Linked DNA regions of Xenopus laevis: region 1 is linked to region 2. The links are chromatin contacts, called in public Hi-C maps. All regions are on one chromosome and are shown on one strand. Each heading gives the region's core, a stretch centred on a gene start, on an enhancer-like site or on the middle of the called end of the contact. The rest is flanking DNA. Distances are from core to core; before and after follow the strand shown.

The links. Hi-C and Micro-C count contacts between places; a contact is called where the count stands out from the background.
Region 1: a Hi-C map of animal cap shows a contact between it and region 2, with 8 times the contacts expected there. The contact joins the promoter of pitx2.L here to the enhancer-like site in region 2. A contact is called at or near these places in 3 of 4 Hi-C or Micro-C datasets (the XL177 cell line, the XTC cell line and animal cap).

What each region holds. Positions count from the first base shown.
Region 1 is chr1L:72,151,659-72,157,062 of Xenopus_laevis_v10.1, reverse strand. pitx2.L (paired like homeodomain 2 L homeolog) reads right to left here and starts at 2,206. Exons shown (of 3, transcript NM_001088287.1): 1 at 1,949-2,206; 2 at 469-674. The coding sequence starts at 2,159. It overlaps LOC121402985 (a long non-coding RNA gene), which reads left to right and starts at 3,957. Exons shown (of 2, transcript XR_005966922.1): 1 at 3,957-4,036; 2 at 4,151-4,975.
Region 2 is chr1L:71,783,604-71,789,217 of Xenopus_laevis_v10.1, reverse strand. No RefSeq gene overlaps it. Among protein-coding and RNA genes, the nearest start is that of fam241a.L, 200 kb to the right of the region's middle. Within about 2 kb of position 2,442, at least 1 of the 7 cell types and tissues checked has an H3K27ac peak or open chromatin away from gene starts, as enhancers often do. A contact at or near this core is called in animal cap, where this site is marked.

The DNA.
Region 1 (5,404 bases), core at 957-3,456, 370 kb before region 2:
GAAATATAATACATTTAAAATGGAACACAAAAATTCATTCCAGGTTTATACCCTTTGTATAACACAATTCAGACAACAGATAAAAAATGCTAAATATTTTCTTTTGTGCTGTATATCAGGGCAATTAAAAAGCAAAATAAAACCGATTTTGCAATTGCGCAAAGCTGCTCATCTACAGTGGATGAAAAATATGTTTCTGTATGGTAAATAATGGTTTTAGTCGCTTACGTATTTGTACTGTTAAATATGTTTTGGAAGAAATGAATTAAAACATTTAATATTTAGTATTTCCAAGGCCCAGTCAATCGCTAGAGTGACAGCAAATAATAATTTATTCATTGTCAGATCAGGTTTTAGAATAATATAATATACAATCGAGGCTGCCAACAATATCATCAGTTTTGAAGACTTGAAAACAATATGAACTCATACAAGAAGGTGAGCTAAAAACGAACTGTCTGTACTCACCCTGACTCTGGCCTCTGTCAGATTGGTCCACACTGCGATTTCCTCCCTGGTGGACATGTCGGGGTAGCGATTCCTCTGGAAAGTCGCTTCCAGCTCCTGCAGCTGCTGGCTGGTGAAGTGAGTCCTTTGTCGCCTCTGTCTCTTCTTCTTGGAGGGATCATCGGTACTGCTGTCCTCGTTCTTTGTTTGGTGACTTTTGTCTTTATCTGTCAGAAGGAAACGAACCGTGACTGTTATTATTATAGAATAAAATGGCAAATTTACGAAACAAAAGTAAAGTCGGAGATCCATTTCCTACGGCGACAAATTGATTTAACACACTTCCCATTTCTGGACTCCGTTTGAATCATCATTCGTCCTGTTTGGCTTGTTATATTAATCCCAGTAAATGTGAGCAGTACACAGCGGCCCTCCTTCTTTTACCTACTACTGTACTAACGAACGATTTCTCATTTACATTCTGCTTTTTCTAATTCAAAATGACAACGAATTACAAAGAAGTCTTTACTCAGTAAATAGTAACTTTCTGTTTAGCGACAAATAAAAATAAAACAGTATTTTCCCTTAAATATATGCGACAAATGAATTTCTTCCTATCCTGTTATAAATAATTTTTTTCCACTTAAAAAGTAGAAGTGTTCATTTTAAACAATTTCCCTGTGTGCTTTATTATGAAATAATGTATTAACGAATTCATGCAATATTCTCAGTTCTGTTGATATTTTGAAGATTTTGTCAGAAGGAGTTTTCATATGCAACTGGGAGCACAATGAATGAAAATATTTATTTTACATGGTTCCCTGTCAATATATAACAGATCTGTCATTGTTTAAAAAAAAGAACTAATTAAAACAAAATAACTGCACCAATTCAAGTCCCAGTTGCTCTATTCGAACTTCCATTATTTGCACTAGTTCAGTGTTTGAATTTCCAAACGACCATGAGTCAATCCTCCCCCGGGGATAATAAAAAGCAATTCCCTGGCCCCTCCTGCTCTTTTCATTTCTCTGCTGCAGTCACTCTGAAGACTTTATTAAGCGACCCATTGTCATTTGTTTCACCTAATTATCTGCAGAACTATCGCAGTATTTCTGCCCTCCCCCCAGTGCTTCAACGTAACAAAACTGACTGACCCTGTCATTTCTAAACTTGGTATGGGATCACACACTTGAGGATACAGAATTAGAATATGCCCCTCGCTAGATGAATGTGCTCCTGCTGCTTGTCACCAAGTCCAATGTAAATGAGAGCTACTGTACTCACTAGAGTTCTTGCACAAACAGTTCTTGCACAAACAGTGATTTAATAGAGAATGAATCAAAGTTGAAAAGAAAAAAAATAGGAGAAATACTGTATTTGCAATTTGTAGGGGCACCTACACACCTGTGAGTAATCAGCAGCCCCCCAGCAAAAGAACTCTTGCTCACTCTACTACATATAGCACACATATGTGTCCCTTGTGCCTGGGCCATGTTCTTACCTGCAGTGTCTGGGCTGGAGGTGTCAGAGATGGTGTGCACCTCTAGCCTTGACTTACACTCCCCAGAGCGCTGACCCAATGAGGAGGCCATGGATACAAGGGTCACTGTCTGGTGCTGGTGGTGATGATGGTGGTGGTGATGGGAAGAAGCTGCAGCAACTCTACTCCCAGCCAAGTGATCCAAATGTAAAGGCTCTTTCATAGAGTTCATGGAGGATGCTGGGGGTACAGTACAGTAGGCTCACAAAAATATCCAAGTCCAAATAATCAGAGAACTGAATGAAAGCGCCCGAAAGTCGCAATGGAATTCAATGACACTACTATGAGTCCAAGTGATGGCACCAGCAGGGTATGTAGGACAGAGCAGGCTGCTGAGTAAGTACAGGCTTACATGTAAGTCCTGATGGGTCCACTACAGTAATAATGAAGGCTGCTGAGCTCCTCACTCGTTGCTACAGGGTGATGGAAGGAAATCCTCCTAGAGATCTGTCAGGAGCATTAAAGGCAGGTGCCACTGGGCAGAGAGATGCCACTGTATCCAGGCTCAGCACTTGCACAAGGGATGCTGATCTCATTCACTACCAACAGGCAATGGAGACCCAACGAAGGCTCAGCCGCTTCCCTGTTTGACTAAGCCCGTCACATCAGACATTTGTCCTACCCCAGCACTGTGACGTCACCGTTTGCCACACGCCTCCTCCCTAACTGGCTCGTCAGTCCCGCAGGGCGCGCATTGGCCAATAGGAGGATATCGACCGGCAACGTGCTCTCAAGAGGCGTGGCAATTGTAATAATAGCGACCAATCGGCTGGAGGCAAGGGCGGGCTCTAAGCTTGACATCTCCAAGCAGTTGGTGCAATACAGACACTCAAAGCACAAGTGCGCCGGGAGATCGCTGCAAACTCACACCGGTCAATGTGATGGAAGATTTAACGTGTGCCAGGGGGAAATGACAAGGGGATTCACGTTGTTTTAAAGCAAAATATGGACTTTTTAAAATGATATTACTTGTCAGACTTACATGGGGAAGGCGGGCCTGGGAAGCTAAATTGCCATTGAAAAATTTGCTACAATCCGTATCTGCACATTCTCTATAAAGTACTGTCCCGATATGTACAAGTCGCTTTCACGCCCAGTTCATAGAAAAGAATTGGGTAACTGATCATATCCAGAAAAAAACCAGTCAGATCCCGAAAAAAACGACCAGATCCCCTTTGCCTCTGAGAAATAGATATACATGTATTTTCCAAATATATAAGGCCTTAGATTTACAAAAGGAAAACATTATACTCATTACAGTAAATAAAGCACCTAATTACGATCTTTCTCATCATCTGTCTATTTCTGTACATCTATCTACACTATCTATCTATCTATCTATCTATCTATCTATCTATCTATCTATCTATCTATCTATCTATCTATCTATCTATCATCTATCTATCCATACATCCATACATCCATCTATTATCTCTCTCTCTCTCTCTCTCTCTCTCTCTCTCTCTCTCTCTCTCTATCATCTATCTACTATCTATCTTCTATCTATCTATCTATCTATCTATCTATCTATCTATCTATCTATCTATCTATCTTTCAATCTGTCTATCTTTCAATCTATCTAATCTAATTATCATATATAAAGCTTTACCTATTATCTCTCCTTCCCTCATATCAACTATCATTTCTTTATGTCTGCCCCTTGGCAGTCAAACAATACAAAATAAAATTAGGTTAAATTAATTTAGATTCCTTTCATTATCTGAAGCCTAAATGACGCTTTTTTTATCCCTGAGATCTGGCCCAGAATCTCTCTCAGACCCCACAGCGTTTCGGCAGAGACAATGCTCTTCCATTTCTAGTGCTTTTTAATCTGATAAGACTCTCATTTGCCTAAGTCTTTTAAATAGGGGTTTAGGCTGGTCCTAGTAATTTTTCTTATTGAATTTCCTCTAATTCCCACCAGATCATAAAGTATACACAGAAAGTAAATATTTCCATTTTTTTCACTCTGCTGTTGATGACCTATAACCAAGTCAATGTGATTCTGGATCAATCTTGAACTATTTGTTTATTAACTATATATCTTAGGTGAGTGGGGGGGTTTAGGAGAGGGAGGTCTCGAAATGGGTGGGAAAATGTGGAGAGAGTATAATGGCTAATCTTGATCATTTACATCACTAACTGGTGCCTCTTTTAGCACAGATTATTGTAGGTGTGTGTGACAGGGGCATCAGACCAGGCTTTTAGGACTCTACAGACCAGAGCTGTGGGTGCGTATATCTCTCCTTCTCTTTATCCACCTATATATGTACCATACAAACACACACACACACACACACAGAAAAGGCAAACACCCTCACATTTATTTTATACAATTTTTAGCTCAATTTCTTTACATTCACCTTTATGCCTGTACACATACATATTATCTGTATGACATGGCAGAGAAATTGATAGATAATATATATATATTTAAACAAATCAGTTTTAGCCACCACATCGCCATGCTTTGTATCAAAGGACTGTACAGCCGATATGATAATTAAAGGCCCTAAACTGAAGGTAAAAGCTATATAAAACTTTATATTACTGCACAATACTCTGGCACATAAAATAAAAAAGCGCAATTTTGTAAATATATTCCCAAGACGCTAGTCAACACCACAACCGATGTATTCACCTTTTTCTATTCAATAAATGAACATAGACAACAATTGTATCATAAAAGAATCATTAGTGGCTGCTTACACGGCGCATTTTTTATTAAGTTATTTTGTGCTATATTACAATATTTACGATAAACTATGAAATATTTGTTTTTTTCTAAATTGATCGCAAACTGTTAATTTCAGCTTAAGTTATATCAACACAGATGAATAAATGTCATATTATGGGTGTAACATTGTATCGACTGATAGCTGGCAGAGCACAACCTACACTCAATTATAAATTGGTGAATATTTATCGCTATATAATGTAAAAGAAATAATATGCATAACGAAATAATTAAATTCTTTATGTTCTTTATGTGGATGATTACATTTACTAAATAAGACGAATCACAACCACAGGAATATAATAGTACAACGAAATGTATATATACTTTCTATATATATATATAACCGACCAGTACAAGTCGAACCAAAAGGGGTCAGATAGATCCATTAAATAAGTAGATGATTGATAATGGTCGCTACGAATAGGAAAATATCTGATAGTTGTGTGTTACAACACCAGGCTGTTTCTATTGTAAACTTCCCCTTCTCTGACATATGCACAAAGGAAATCATCAATAAACCTACTTGGATCTTACATATAAACATTAGGGCTAAGGTGATATATGCCTAATGCTAGGTTGGTGTTTGGGGAGGTATTTTGAAGTAACAAATTTTATGTTAAAAGATTAGGTAAAAATATTTGGAAATCACGTATGAGACCGTCAAGGTTTCTAAATGT
Region 2 (5,614 bases), core at 1,193-3,692:
AACTAACGGGTATATTTATAAGTAGTGATGGGCGAATTTATTCGCCAGGCGCAAATTCGCGAAATTCGCGGCAAAAATTCGCCGGCGTCAAATTTTTTTTTTCGAAAAAACGGACGCCGGTGGTCGAGAAAACGGGCGCCCTTTCGCAAATTCCGCGAAATTCGTGAATTTTTCGGCAAAGCAAAACGGCGCAAATTCGCCCATCACTATTTATAAGTGCAAGAATTCAATGTGTAAATCTTACATTGTTTTTTATGCTGCTTTTTATGCAATACCATCTCTACAGGCTTTATAACTGCTAATAAATGTTGAATTTTAAATGGTTAATGAAGATTGTAATTCTGCTTGACTTTTTACACTGCCTTTATAAATATGACCCTTAGTCAGGTCAGAGCAGGAAGCAAAGACTCATGGATGAGTAGACAGGCTGTGTAAATGATGGTTGGTTACATGTTTATTGGATAGGAATTTTCCATTAGATGAATTATTCACCCCATTATTAGTTAGGCCAGTAAAGACAATGGCTAAAGTTCCAACTCTATGGTTTGCAAAACAGGATAACCCTGAAAAAATGTTCTCCCCTACAGTCTGTTTTAAAGCTAAGCAAAGCACAAGGCAATAATGCAGCTCTTTTCAATTAACTTAATTTGATTTATTTATTCCTAATATATGGGTTCATATGTCAGAAGGCATGATACAGGACATATCATTAAAGAAAGCACTTGAAGGGACTTTTATTGTTTCAATAGAAATTTGATGGCCAAATTTAGGCATTTATTTCTTACTGCGCAAGAAATTTAAGTGTGTGTCGCTTATTTGTGTTCTTATGTGCCCGCTTGTGCATAGGGGCAACTCATACTTGGAAGATGTATGAAATTCTGAAGGACAAATGACTATATTTATAAAAATATATTAAAATATATATTTATAAATGCAATCATGGCAGAGATGGCAGAGAGCAGACCTGTGCGTTTATGCACTCTTGTATACTCTAGTATGAATAAGCTGAAATGTCTACTATAAAAATGCAATTATTAAACAAAATAAAACATACCAAATGATTAAACAGACACATATTTGTCTTCTAAGAAAGACATCACACATTTTCAACAATGCTATGTACAGCAGAACAATGTACTTTTAATAAGTAAGTCCTGCCATCTAGTGGTGTATTTGAAGCAATACTGTCTGAGAGCATTTTACATTTGGTTAATTTCTCCTTCATTGTCCCGCACTGCTGATAATGTTGAGTAGCGGCTGTCCATATGCATAGAGTACACATGCAAAGAACAGCTATTAATTAGCATTGTCTTTGGCAAATTATACTTCAGGCTATGCAATAAAATATGCAAATAAAACCTTAAAAAACGTATTATTGCCCGAGGTACTAAAAAATTATTTTAGTCACATATATCAGGTATTGATTAATCATTTTATATAATTTTAATTCCTAACCCACTAATTTGTCTCTATATAGTACAGTGGATATGTGCCATAATCCAGATTGCTCTAGTAACGATGAGTCTGCCATTTCAGGATATTCTAGTTCTCTGACATAACAGGTTGACCGTGACTGCTCGTATAGACAACATCTGTGCCTCCAAAGATGCCCCAGTAGCTCCCCATCTTCTTTTCTGCTGATTCACTGCACATGCTCTGTGCTGCTGTCACTTACTGAGCTTAGGGACCCACTCACAATTTACAGTACACATAGAATATAAATGTCACATTATAAGGCTGATTAGTAATTAATACAGATAATTACTACATGGCAGCAGAGAAACCAGTGCAATTAGCATCAGAATTTAATAATCAGCCCTGTGGCATCAGCTTATATTCCAGGCCAACCTAATTTTCTGCTTGATAATTTGTGACGACCCCTAAGCTTAGCTTCTCAACAGCTGCTCAGAGACCACTGAGCATGTGAGTGTTGCAGACTCTTTCCAAGATGGTGACCCCCTGTGACGAGTTTGAAGTCCTGGATCATTGCTGCTATTGAGAAGCTGAAACTCTAGGCTGGTGCAATAGGTTCAGTATATAAATTTTTTAGGGTTTAGTTCTCCTTTCAATCTATGTATAAGCACAAAAACGTAAAATATAAACCTTAAGCTGTTTTCTATGAGGCTTTTTTTACTCTGTACCATGCCATTCCATCAGGGTTTTTTCACTAAATTTTAAATGGTAAACAAATAGTGTTACATTTTGACAACAGGGATTTCAATTATGCTAAGCTTTTGACACTGCCTTTCTGGAGCACAAGGACCTGCGGAAAGAGACAATGAAGGTAGGGCAGGGTTTTAGCGAAAACATGGTGGCTGACATCTGTTTTGCTCTGCTGTCATTTAAAAAAAGCTCTTTTGTGTCTCTCTGAATAGGCCTTTGAGCAAACAGATGAGGTTATTCTTGTAAATGCTTAAGCAAAACAAATATATCTATAGCTATTTCTAATTGACCACCTCCACCTGCCCAAGGGGTAATAAAACAGAGAGAGAGAGCTATGGGGGGCGACAATGAATACTGAGATCATCACCCATCAGGAGACAGTGGTATACTAGGCAAGACTCATTATAGAATCTAGGGGAAACAAATAAATAAAACTATTTTTTTTTAATTATTTAATAGTTACTTCACTCACATACAAAGGGGAAATAATATGCACGATTGTGTCCCTTTAAAGTATCTCAAAACTATTCTTGTTTTGACTTTGTATTACAAACGAATTACACTGTCAGCCCAGGGATCAATTTGTGAATATTTTTTGTTGCAATACCCTATATTTTGTAAACATTGCTGCCTGCAGACAGCAAAGCCCCCCTTTGCAAAGCCTTTGTTCTTGCAAGGCCTTAGCCTTTTTGTTTTGTTTCTTTGAAGCATTTTAATACAGGCCACATCAGCCGATGCCTGCACCTCGGGCTAAACTTGTGCAAGGCATCTTTTTTCAGATGTCTGCTCTCTGGATGCTGTCCCGAGCTCTACTTTACAGCAAGCAGATTACATTTGCACTACAAAACATTTCCCTATTGTAACAATTAGCTGAAATTTCCTGCTCTGTAATTCCTAAATTGAATTCAGTTGCAGAGACATTAATATGCATCTGAGCCGTGGCTGAACTGTACCAGTTACTGTGTTGTGCGTCTGTGAAACAAAAGTTGCCTCACTTTTTCATTGCATTGCGGTAAAATGCTGTAACACAAGGAAGCCAATGAAACCGCAAGCTGATGAGCACCATATATTCCATAATACCAACCCTCTTAATGGGGAGGGCGGAATCCTTGCGTTTCTACAATTCCATTGTATATTTATTATAACTCTATAGACCCTCTGTGTATAAGATATAAGAGAAGGGAATGTTAAAGAAATATCCATCTTAAAGGAGTTGTTCATCTTTAAAATAACTTTTATTAGTATGATATAGAGAGTGATATTCTGAGACAATTTGCAATTGGTTTTCTATTTGTGGTTTTTGAGTTATTTAGCTTTTTATTCAGCAGCTCTTCAGTTTGCAATTTCAGCAAGCTGGTGGCTAGGGGCCAAACTACACTAGCAACCATGGATTGATTTTGAATAAGAGACTCAAATATACTGTAAATGGGAGAGTGCCTGAATAGAAAGATGAGTAATAAAAAGTAGCAAAAACAAGACATTTGTAACCTTACTGAGAATTTGTTTTTTTAGATGGGGTCAGTGACCCATATTTGAAAGTTGGAAAGATTAGAAGAAGACGGCAAATAATTAAAAAAAATTAATAATGAAGACCAATTAAGAAGTTGCTTACAATTGGCCAAAACAAAAAAATCAACTTAAAGGTGAACTGCCCCTTAAGGTCTCCCTAAAGTCTGGGATATCCCTAAAGTCTGCATATGGGAGCTGCCATATCACTTGCCACAGCCAAGGTATTTTGTATAAGCATCAAAACAACACTACCATCTACTGGACAAAAGGAGAATTCACTGTTCCATTGGAGTTTATGATGCATACAGTGTGGCAGCTTTTATTCATATGTAGAGGTGCAAATAGGCAGAAGTTATAACTTGCCCTTTGTTTAAAAGAAGGATAAGGCATAACATGAATATAGTATTTCTTCTCTGTTGTGTATGCCACCCATCCTTTAGATAGTTTCCATTGCTATTTAGGTTTGACATACCGCTGACCTTTATCAGACTGCTCAATAACCTTGCATATTATTTTTAATTATTTTGTCAGTTTCTTAGAATAAAATCCCAAATCCCTGCAGTACTTCCTATGGGTCCTGATTATTTTCTTCTGCTATATTCTAGTATAAGGCAGCAGGATGATGCCACCTAGTGGTTAATACAGAGAGCAGAGTGTTCCTGGTTACAGCAAGGAATGATATCAGTCCTTTACAGTGGCGAAGATGTTCCTTTGTAAAAAATCCTGGGAGGCACATCTTTTTAACAGAGAGAGCAAAATCCAGACAGAGTCTGTCTGCCTATAAATCTCTCATTACTGGTTAGCCATTGCTGGCTCTCATCCACCTGATTTCCCTGAGATTTATTAAGTGTTATGCTATGTATATGAGAATCGGGTTTACTGAACAGTTACATTTACAGTCAATACTCCATATAACAAAAAGCTACTGCTAAACCAGTTGGTCTCACCCTCTCATTTCTAAGAAAATGTTTACCTGTAATATATTACAGTAATATATTGAACAAGCCCTGGTTTTTTTTTTTTTTTTTTTTTTTCAACATGGCATTCCACTGCCTTAGGTATTAGAAGTCATCTCACAGGTCCAGCCATGACCTGTAAAAAAAAGCACTGGACTTTATAATATATCCCATACCTCAAAAATTCAGGGTGTGCAATAAGGTTCCCAAATCACCATTTTAAACCAGACAAAATAGAGCTTTTTTTACTGAGCAGTAGGAATGGTTACTTCTAGCTTTAGAATTACACACCTAATTTCTGTGCTACTCCACAATCCAAATTGTGATAAACATGGCATATATATATATATATATATATATATATATATATATATATATATATATATATATATATATATATATATACAATACTTGTTTACATGCTAATTACATAATTACATGGCTAATTAGCATTTATGTAGTCACATTATGCATGGCTGTTATCATATCTTACCACCCCTCATCCTGTCTCTTAGTTATATGCTGATTAGCCATTTACCATTTTAAAAGTATTGTATTTAATTGTGCGGTTTTCATGTAGAACAACAAGAAAAAAATAGAAAGAAAATGACATAATAAAGAAGCAAGATAAAAGAACTGGAAACTGTAGAATTCCAAACATTGGTACCAGGGTAGGACTGGTCCATCCAAAGACTACACCTTAAAAATATGGCAGGTATGTGGGAATAGGATTTTGGAGGCAAATGCTTGATCTCTACATCCAACAGAATTTCCTTCCCTAAATATTTAATCTATTACAATAGTACAATAATAGTGTAATAACAGACAGGAAAAAGCTGGGTTAACATCAGCTGCACCAAATACTTACAGTGATATTTACCCAGAATGCAAAGTGCTACTAATAATGACTTATAGATGAAAGACAGAACTAGTAAAGCACTCAACAGAAGAACAAAGAGATAAAATAGATTACATCAAAAAAAGTC